3 separate regions of the Mus musculus genome follow, and regions 1 and 3 are each linked to region 2. A link is a contact called in public HiChIP or PLAC-seq and promoter capture Hi-C data. All regions are on one chromosome and are shown on one strand. The core of a region is the stretch at or near the end of the contact, and the rest is flanking DNA. Distances in the headings are between cores, read along the strand shown.

What was found. Promoter capture Hi-C pulls out the DNA fragments that hold promoters and counts their contacts. HiChIP or PLAC-seq counts read pairs in DNA pulled down with a chosen protein or histone mark.
Region 1: a promoter capture Hi-C map of embryonic stem cells shows a contact between it and region 2, with 9 read pairs. The contact joins the promoter of BC049715 here to the promoter of Rerg in region 2. A contact is called at or near these places in 3 of 39 promoter capture datasets (cranial neural crest, embryonic stem cells and hippocampal neurons), 1 of 484 Hi-C or Micro-C datasets (muscle stem cells), 3 of 115 datasets of contacts at active chromatin or transcription factors (embryonic stem cells, forebrain and microglia) and 1 of 9 other capture datasets (pancreatic islet).
Region 3: a contact with region 2 is called in an H3K4me3 HiChIP or PLAC-seq map of embryonic stem cells, with 13 read pairs. The contact joins the promoter of H2aj here to the promoter of Rerg in region 2. A contact is called at or near these places in 2 of 39 promoter capture datasets (the 3T3-L1 cell line and cranial neural crest) and 1 of 115 datasets of contacts at active chromatin or transcription factors (embryonic stem cells).

Annotation. Positions count from the first base shown.
Region 1 is chr6:136,827,150-136,830,378 of GRCm38.p6, reverse strand. BC049715 (cDNA sequence BC049715) reads right to left here and starts at 1,536. Exons shown (of 3, transcript NM_178776.3): 1 at 1,310-1,536. Wbp11 (WW domain binding protein 11) reads left to right here and starts at 2,163. Exons shown (of 12, transcript NM_021714.4): 1 at 2,163-2,359. It overlaps Smco3 (single-pass membrane protein with coiled-coil domains 3), which reads left to right. Exons shown (of 2, transcript NM_001039558.2): 2 at 1-448.
Region 2 is chr6:137,168,205-137,171,172 of GRCm38.p6, reverse strand. It overlaps Rerg (RAS-like, estrogen-regulated, growth-inhibitor), which reads left to right and starts at 1,455. Exons shown (of 5, transcript NM_001164212.1): 1 at 1,455-1,693.
Region 3 is chr6:136,806,314-136,809,703 of GRCm38.p6, reverse strand. It overlaps H2aj (H2J.A histone), which reads right to left and starts at 1,456. Exons shown (of 1, transcript NM_177688.4): 1 at 1-1,456. The coding sequence starts at 1,364. The coding sequence ends at 975.

The sequences.
Region 1 (3,229 bases), core at 287-2,786, 340 kb after region 2:
GGAAAGTAATTAATTTCTATTTTTCAGGGGGATAATTTTATTTTCAGTACCACCAAAAAGAGGCAGCTCCCTCTGCCCCATAAAGCATTTGCAGACCTATGTTAATTGCCTCCTGAACTCAGGAAAAGGAGAGGCCATGGAGGCCTATTGATGGAACTTAGTTTCTCTAGATACAGCATTTGTTTTCTAAACCTTTATCTAACCATTCTCACTAAGCCGTTTTTAGGGTCTACTTCAAAAACCATTGTATGTAACAATGTTGAGATAGTCCTGGTTATAGTCGTTTGGTTTTTAACGCAAAGACAAAAATAAATCATTGGTATAAAGTATCCAGTATATCTCAGGAAAATTTTACAAGCAGATGAAGAATTTTAACTAGCCACATAACTTTTCCAAATGTATTAATTTCTATGTTATCACTGGTTTTATAAATTAGTTTCAAAATATCACAATTTGTGTCACTTTCTAAATTTATTACCTGGTTTTTATTTTATGAACTAATAGGTCTTGCTATTACTGACACTCAAAGAGTAATCAAAACAAGAATTAATGACATTCCCAGGCATCAAGGCTTCTAACTGTAATTCAATCCATCTAAACAATGAGACAGAGGGATAGGGAGATGGTGGCCAGCCCAGATTATTTATTGAATACTTATTTTTTTTCCCACTAAGTCAAAGGTAGTTTTAGTATGGTACTGATGTTACATTGTTAGGGAACACATTTGTTTTAATATAAATTGTAAATGTTCTATTGGTTATTAATTCATTGTAACATTAGTGCCTATCTACAACATCCTAAAAATTAATATACACCTCAATCAGTTCTTTCAAAGTACTTGATGTCAAAAATTCCCTTAGGACCTTTTCTGTTAAGGATGCTGAAACTAAGTTGAAAAATAACCAAGTGTGAGGGTGTTTTTGGTTTTTTGATTTGTGTTTTTTTGTTTTTGGTTTTTTGTTGTTTTGTTTTGCTTTTTGGTTTTTTTTCGAGACAGACCAAGTTCACACTTTATGAAGATTTCGTTTTAAATGCTTACCTTTAAGGGGAAAGGATGGGGAGGAGTCTTAAGGAATGGGGATGTAGAAGGGAAATATAATAGCTATTTCTGGTTATCAGCTATATCTAGAACAAACCACAATCCAGAATTGGAAGGTTCACCTGTGATCCAGATCTTGAGGCTGGGAAATACAAGTTTCTGACCTTGATCTTGGCATGGAAATCTTGAGGCATAGTGGCTATGTATCCCCAGGAGAGTAAGGTAAGATCTCTGAGTACAAGGCCCAGATCCAGGCGTGGCGGTACACACCTTTAATCTGAACCACACCTTCTTCTGGAGATCTATAAGACATTGGAAGATGGAAGTTTTTCTCTTCCTCCTCTGCTTGCATTTACTTGCCAGCCCATCAGTTGGAATCTACTAGCCTGGTGGGACTGAGCAACTCCTAGATCCTTGGACTTCCCATTCACAGCTGACCATTGTTGGGGAGGTGGACTACAGACCGTAAGTCATCATAACAAAGTCCCTTTCTATATAGAGACTATCCACAAGTTCTGTGACTCTAGAGAACCCTCAAAGGAAGACTTCAGATAAATCTAGAGTGTGCAATGACATCATAAAGGAGTTTGGGTTGATGCAAAGTTCATTTGAAGTGTTATGTAATAACTTCTCCTCTGGAAAATCGACAAATGTACCGTTTCTCTTTTAAAATATACATTTTCGTGTAGATTTATGAGTCTCCCCTAGGAACTATTTGTTCAGTTCATCACATGCTGTAGGTTTAGAGGGCTGATGTTTGCTGAGCACCTTAGACTCGGTGCCCAGTGTTATTACCTAACTTGTTTTCTATGGAAGCATTCCTGAAAAACAGCATCCATTTACACACGACAACTAACACAGATCCAATGGCCGACACAGAAGCGTACGCATACCGCTACCTAGTGTGTCCCCAGAGAGAAGCAGTTGCGGAAATGCGTCAGAATTCTGAGAACAATTGGCCAATCAAATAGCAGCTTCCTTACTTTTTATTTCTATTGGGTTATATTAGTGTCAATCTACAATACTCTGGAATGAGGCGGGTCTCTTGGCCTATAGTTATCCAATCGGATAGTGAATGAGAGCGGAAGTACCTCTGGCTCTGAAGTTGTTGTATTCGCTCTATGGGCCCAGTGCCTGGCAACGCGGTGAGATCGCGGCCAGCGGGAACAGGAAGTGACGTGAGCTGGCGGAGGGGCGCGAGGTTTCAAGATGGCGGTTCCCGGGTGGTTGACCGAGGGGCAGAGGTGAAGGCCCCTTCGCAGAGAGTCCTCCGGGACCGCCCGCTAGCTGCTCTCGCCGTCCCGGGAGCCTCGCAGTCGTGTGAGTGCGTGGGGACTCGGTGCTCCGTTTTCCGCGACCCTCCCCGGGGCCTGCGAAGCCTTCTCTGAAACACCAGGCCCAGAGGCCGCGCTCTTCCTCCGCTGGGCCCGGGGTGGCGGGAGCCTCGGGTTTCAGGGCTCGGGGCCGGCCTGGCACTGCGTCCGACGGGTTCTCGGGCGGGATCTCCCGCCGGGTCAGACCCACCGCCCGAGTGCGGCGACCGGTGGCGGCGGGCTGACGTCTAGCCGCTCGAGTCGCTATCAACCGTCGCTATGGTTTCGGCAGTTGCTGTGAGGCCTCCTGGAGTGGACCCGGACCGGACCGGACCGGTCGGGTTGCGTTTGTGCTGCCTGGGTTCCCATGGTCTTTTGACCTTGTCTCTGCCAACGTTTGCAGGCAGAGGCACTATGGTCTTGTAAAAATTCTCCTTGACTCGTAGCTGATTGGTTTTTAGGTGTGTGTGATGGGATGGCGTCAAAACGAGAGCCCGAGGCTGGTTTAAGAAGGGAAACACTAAAGAAAAGATCAAAAATAGAATTTGTTGTATCCGTGCCTTTTTGTAGTTCCCTATAGTCAGTACCCTTCTCTTCCCTTCTTCCCAAACTCCTGCCCCTTCTGCTTTCTGATAGAGAAACATCTGTAATGACATAATCGACACCGATCAGTTCTGAAATATCTGGGAAGCAGCAGGGAGCCGGCCAGCTGAACGCTTGATGAAAAAAAGCATTAACTAAAACAACTTACAGAGTCCCACCTAAGGAGCCAAGGGAATTAGAGTCTCAAATTTACCTCGGGATCTTCCCTTTCCTAATGTAGAAAGAAAGTAGATTTGTTTAATGCTTAAAGGGGGAGCCACAGGAGATGTAGCCT
Region 2 (2,968 bases), core at 206-2,705:
CTCTACAAAGCATGACAGGAAAAGAAGGTAGGTTGAAACTTGACGATATTAATGCTATAAAATTCCACACAATTTGAATTTTATAGAATTTTGCATTGTCTACAAATATAATTTGTCTTCTTACTGTAGGCTCTAAGACCGTTTGTATTCCGAGATGCTGAAATCGCTGTTTCTCAAGGACGGGACCCATGTCTTCAAGTCCACACTAAATAGCTCTTCCAAGTTCAGTGGATAAACAATTTAGATGTATCATGTCTCAAATGGTCTTGTTGCATCCGTTTGATCATTGTGCAGCAGGCCCTGCAACAGGGGGAGAGCATGGGTGCACACACAGTACTCTTCCCCCACTCTTCCAGCCCCTGGAATGTCAAGGGTTAGCAGAACAAGGAGAAACTTGAGAGAATGCAAAGCAAGCCCAATACTGGCAGGGTGCTGGGGCATGTGGGAGGGAGTGTCACTGTAGGTCAGATCTGGGGTCCCCAGGAAGTCGGGGAGGGGGGATCTGGAAATTCACGCTGGATGTGGTGTGTTAAAGGTTTCTCAGTGAGTTATCAGGACACATGCTGAGGCTATCACAAGTCCAACCTCTTCATCCACCCTGCCTGCCAAGTCTCTGCCTCCACGGGGCAGAGACTTTCTTCCACCAGAGTGGCTCCACTGATTATTCCTATCGCCCTGGGCCCCTGCCTGCTCCTGTTGCCTAGCCTCGCTTTCAGTGAGTCACCAGATACCCTGGTAAGAAAACCCAGCTTTGGAATGAAAAAGGAGAAAGGCATAGACATTTCCTGTTGCTTTGTTCATGCCCACCATCGTCTTTGGGAATCCTTTAACCTCTCAGAAGCTCTCCTTTCCCTCCGAAAGACCAGCAATTACAATAGCCATGCTTACCTCCAGGGAGGTGAATATCAAAGGAGATGGGGGATGTAAGCAGGTCTTGCTTAGCTTAGCATAGCATGCATGTTAATTATCTTTGTTGAGGTTTGAACGGGATGGGGTTTGACGCCAAAGCAAATCTTATAAATGCTGGTCTTCCAGAGGGAACAGAGCACACCGGGGACTTTCTCATATATACAAATATGAATTTCGGTTAAATTTGGTGTTTATATCTTTGGAAGTATATTTGTTTCCGATCCTTTCCGGATTTTCTCCCAGCCATTTACTAGTCTTGGACCCGTTTATTTCTATCTTTTTTAAAAATCCTCTGCTTCCTCTCGAATATCATGAAGATAACTGAACACATTCCCAGGGCGTATTAGCAAGATCCTTTGAAAAAAGGCGTAGAGAACACTGCGTAAGTGATGCTTTTTAATCAAGAAAGGACTTAGCTGAAGCCTGCAGGCCTGGCGCTGAGCTAGGCTGGGTTGTGAGGCGCTCGGCTCGCAGACTGGTCCAGCAGGGGGCGCCCGGGCACCTCACTGCAGCATCTTGGTGGCGGAGCGCAGCGGCGGCTGGCCGGAGCTCGCGTCCTGCCGCAGTCTCTGCGCTGCTAGTCTGAGCGAGCGCGAGGGAAGAGACCCCGTCCGGGCACCGCACTTGCAGCCCCAGCGACTCCCAACCGCAATCGCGGCCCCCCAACTCTCAAACGCCTCCTGTAGCCCGCGTGGGTCAGGGTGGGAGAGCTTCCTAGTCTCCGCGGGCGGATTGCGAACTTGGAGAGGACCGCGGCTGTCTCCCCGGCCTGGACAGTGAACAGGTGAGTGACACGCACGTGTCCAGGTGGCTCCCTGAGGACAGGGTACGAGCCCCTGAGGGCTCAGCCCCTGGGTGAGTCCCGGTGGTCTCCGGGTCCCTCCCTAAGGGCGACTTTGGGGTTCTCCTGAGAGATGTGAACGCCAGCCACCAGGCTTGACAGCGCGTCCTGCGCCTAAGGCGTCCTTCCGAATTAGGGGACATCTGCTCTTTATGTGGAGCCTGTGAGCTGCAGAACATGCAGCCCACTGTGGGCTTGCTCCTGGCTGCAGGACCTGTTGATCTCAGGGTAGCGAGCCAGCCGGGGGGCTTGCGCAGTCACAACCTCTTTGGTGTGGCTGTTGCCTTGTGATAAGATGAAGGAAAATTCCTAGCAGAGAAACTGAGAAATCTTGATTTCAGGAGAGGTCTGACCCAGAGAGAAGCGATCTCACTCCACCACCATCAGACTGGATTCACTGCTGTCTTGGACAGCTGTGCTTTGCTTTCTTTCTTTCTTTTTTTTTTTTTTCTTTTTCTTTTTAGAAGGCCATAAAAGCATTAAAATGTAATTATAAAGATGCCCCCACTCGCCTCAAGAGGAAGTGGAAAACTCTGACCTTGATAAACACAGTCTGCGAAATGATTTATTAGGAGCAAAACCTTTTGCTAAGTAAATAAACAGATGGATGAAGCTTTAGAAACGCAATTGTCGTAGGTCTAACAGAGTCCCCACAGGTAGCCTCTTTGGTTAGTATACACCTAAGTGTGGAGGGAGTCAATGAATTCGACGATTGGTCAGTAGTACCAAATGAAACAACACACGTCTTTCCTTCACTCTAATGTTTCCTCTGATGACTTCATGCATACGGAAAAGCAACGCCTTTCATCCCCTAAATATTTAGGTGTGATTTTAGGATGGAAACTTGAAACTTGTTTGGTTTTGCCTCCGGGAAAGCAAATCTGCTCCGAGAGTGAACTTCAGGCCACGGCAGGAATAGTTCCTGTGTTTGAACCATTGAGTTTCCTCAGATCTGAGGGATAGAAGGTCTCTGGTTAATTCAACAGATACTTGCCTGTAGGTTACTATGACAACAATTGACACGTTGATGGTTTCCGTCAAATTTTCATGGGGAAATAAAATGTGAAGGCATCTTTAGAGGGCAGCGTTGCATCGCCCCCCCCTTTTCCCTAAACATATTAGGCGGCTGACATTAAGCAGCTGGATCTTTATGACGTCATAAATGGGGACACTTTATGACATCACAAATGGGACACTTTAACTAACATAATTAATTTC
Region 3 (3,390 bases), core at 207-2,706, 360 kb after region 2:
CGTTACGTTAACTCACACGACCCTTTCCTTCCTTGAGGCGCCATCACCCAACTCAACAGTTACGGAAAAGAAGAAACCTGATCCCAGGAAAGCTAACAGTCACCCCTAAAAAAAAAAAAAAAAAATCGGTTTTGCTTTTAAGTAAAATCAGGCTGATTCTCAGAATCAGTGCTGGATAAGAGGCTGCCATGCAGCTAAAACTCGAGGGGAGACAGAAACATATTTTGAGACACGGTCTAATGTAGTTCAGAAACGGCCACAAACTCGCTATCTAGCCACGAAAGGCGTTCTACTTCCCAAATGCAGGGATGAGGGGTAACACCACCGCAAGCACCAAGAGAAGATCATTTTAGGAGCTGCTAAACATACACTACTTAAGACCGAGGGCCCCGCTGTTACGCAACACCATCCAGAGCGCAAACTTCGTGACTCACTTCCGTATTGCACAAGTTACTTCATTATAAAGAATATTGAACACAAGTGTGCAATGTGAAGATGGCTGGCATTCAGATCACGAATACGTAACATCTATTAGCTTAAATACTACCATAAATAACTAGCACCCACCAAGGATCCCAAGTTCCTGTCTTTTCCAAATGGCTAGGGTACATATAGCTCAACCTTCCTATGTATGACAAGCGAGGCAACTTCTTGTTCACAGCTCGCAACACCTTCCCTACCACTTTTCCCTAAGACTGGGGAGTTAGGCAAAGCCAATTCCAGAGTAGCCTCTGGGCACTAGGTCCGCTTCTCCTGCCCACGGTGATGCGACGGGGCTCTCCCAATCCACCCGCTGGGTTCCTCCGGCTCGCACATGGCCACACAGGTGGCCTGCGTCACGCTCAAAGTTGGAACTCGTCCCCACCCAACACCCCCTCGGTCCCGCGACTACACAGCTCTCTAGATTACTCGCTTTTCACCGACTTTATTGGCTGCGGACTGTGGCGGGCGGGCTCTGCACCCGTCTGTCGGGTTCACTTGCTCTTCACCTTCTGGCTCTCCGTCTTCTTGGGCAGCAGCACGGCCTGGATATTGGGCAGGACGCCGCCCTGCGCGATGGTCACACGGCCCAGCAGCTTGTTGAGCTCCTCGTCGTTGCGGATGGCCAGCTGCAGGTGACGAGGGATGATGCGCGTCTTCTTGTTGTCCCTCGCCGCGTTGCCCGCCAGCTCCAGGATCTCGGCCGTCAGGTACTCCAGCACCGCCGCCAGGTACACGGGCGCTCCCGCGCCCACGCGCTCCGCGTAGTTGCCCTTCCGCAGCAGCCGGTGAACGCGGCCCACGGGGAACTGCAGGCCCGCGCGCGACGAGCGCGACTTGGCCTTGGCGCGCACCTTACCGCCCTGCTTGCCTCGCCCGGACATGCTCGACCCCGCGCCTGGAACTCCAACACCGGCTCGCTCAGTTCCGGGACGACGCGCGCCACCCCGGAACTGCCTCGCCAAACTGCAGCCGCTGCCGCCCGTGACAGGCAGGTACCGTACCCAATCAGCTCGCGGAAGCAGAGCCCCCGCCCATCCAGATGTCTCCCAATCAAAAGCTCAAATTTCTAGTCCTAATTTACATAGTTCACAGGCATCCTCAAACTTGTTGGGATTGGCTGCCAGGATGTAGTTAACTGGGTGGTTCGAGTCTGCAATCCCAGCACTAGGGTAGCCGATACAAGATTGCCCGGAGCCTAAGGTCAGCTGTAGATATTCCAAGATCCATACCAGCCTAATAAGGAAGGAACGGAGGGAGGGCAGCGAAAACGGGGAGTTAAGCAAAGCCATACTTGGTTCAAATCAGTAATCCTAGCTTTTGGAGGGAGAAAGAGCTGAAGTAGGAGGATTACCAATACAAAGACAGCCTGGGCTACTTTGTGCGTTATAGACCAAGCTAGGAAGTGAGACCTTATCTCAAAAAATAAAAATGATGGTGTTGGCATTTCTTCTAGGCTCCGCCCCACAGTTACCTGGCAGCAGCCAGGTGTGCCTGACCCACTGTAAAAGAAGCTGCTTGCCCCCCCCCACACACACACCCACACTTTTCTCTTGCTTTCTTACTCTCTTAGCCCTCTGTCCCTTCTCTCCCATTCCCCTACCCCTCTCTCCACGTGTTCATGGCCGGCCTCCACCCGCACACCCCCTCGGCCTTTTCTCTCTCTCTCTCTCTCTCTCGCTCTCGCTCTCGCTCTCGCTCTCTCTCTCTCTCTCGCTCTCGCTACTACCCCCTCAACTCACCTCATGCCCTAAATAAACTACTATACCGTCCTGTGGCTGGTACCTCAGCATGGGCCGCACCCCCTCTACCCCCTACGTGCACAATAACGCTCCTCCACCAAACGTCCCCGGCTTTTTTTTTTTTTTTTTAAATAAAATACAACAGTAAGCAGACTATGGTGTTCAGTGCCTATAAACCCAGCTGATGCAGGAGTATGGAGAACTTGAATTGAGCCTGGCCTAAGAGAGAAACTACCTGGAAACAATCAAAAACCGGAAGCCCAGAGAAGAGCACCTCTGTTCCCTCATACCATACTCATGGAAATTAGTCTCCAGTATAGCCAGGGGCGACTTTCAAATCTGACTATCTGACTCCAGGGTCTGTGCTTGTGAGTGCCACAGCAATTCCGGCTCAGCCATAGCTCCTTGGCTGAATTCTGCCCTCCTAGAACGAGCTTTCGTCATCTGCTCCTTGACACACCCACCTGGAGAGCTAGCTGCAAAAGAAGCTTTGTAGGTTTTCTATTTGTTTTAGTTTTTGAGACTTTTCTTCCTGTAGCCCTGGCAGCCGTGGAACTCACTATAAAAACCAGGCTGGCCTTCAACTCAGAGATCTGCCTGCCTCCCTAATGCTGGGATTAAAGTTGTGTGCAGCCACCAGCCTGGGACAAAAGCTGGTTCTTTGGCCTGTCCTACCTATACCACATGAGGCTGGTCTTTGGACACTGTTGCTGCTCCTGGGGACAGTCCCTTCCTTCTCAGGGCCTCGAGGCCATAGTCACAGACTAGGCAGGAATGCAGTCCTTGTGGATAGCATGGATGAATCTGATAGGATATTAACATTACGTGGCTCTGGGGCTGTGTATGAGCCGGAGAAGAACCACTGGATTCCAGAGGGGAGGACCCTTCGCCTCTGCCTGCCTGCCTGCTGGAGGTTGTCACTTGGTGCTCCATCGAGACTTTAGATTACTCTTAGGCCAAGACACTGGAAACAGAATCCCTCAACTTGTTCTTATGATTCATATGATAGGCCCTTGACATTTGAAACAAACTAAAGTGTTTTTCTTCCACTGTTTCACTCCGGTACTTCAGTTTACTGCATTTCTGAAATTACACAACTAAGTAATGTCAAACGCTGATTAAATGTCATGTAGGTTTTTTTGTATCCATTTAATTAAAATATCATAAA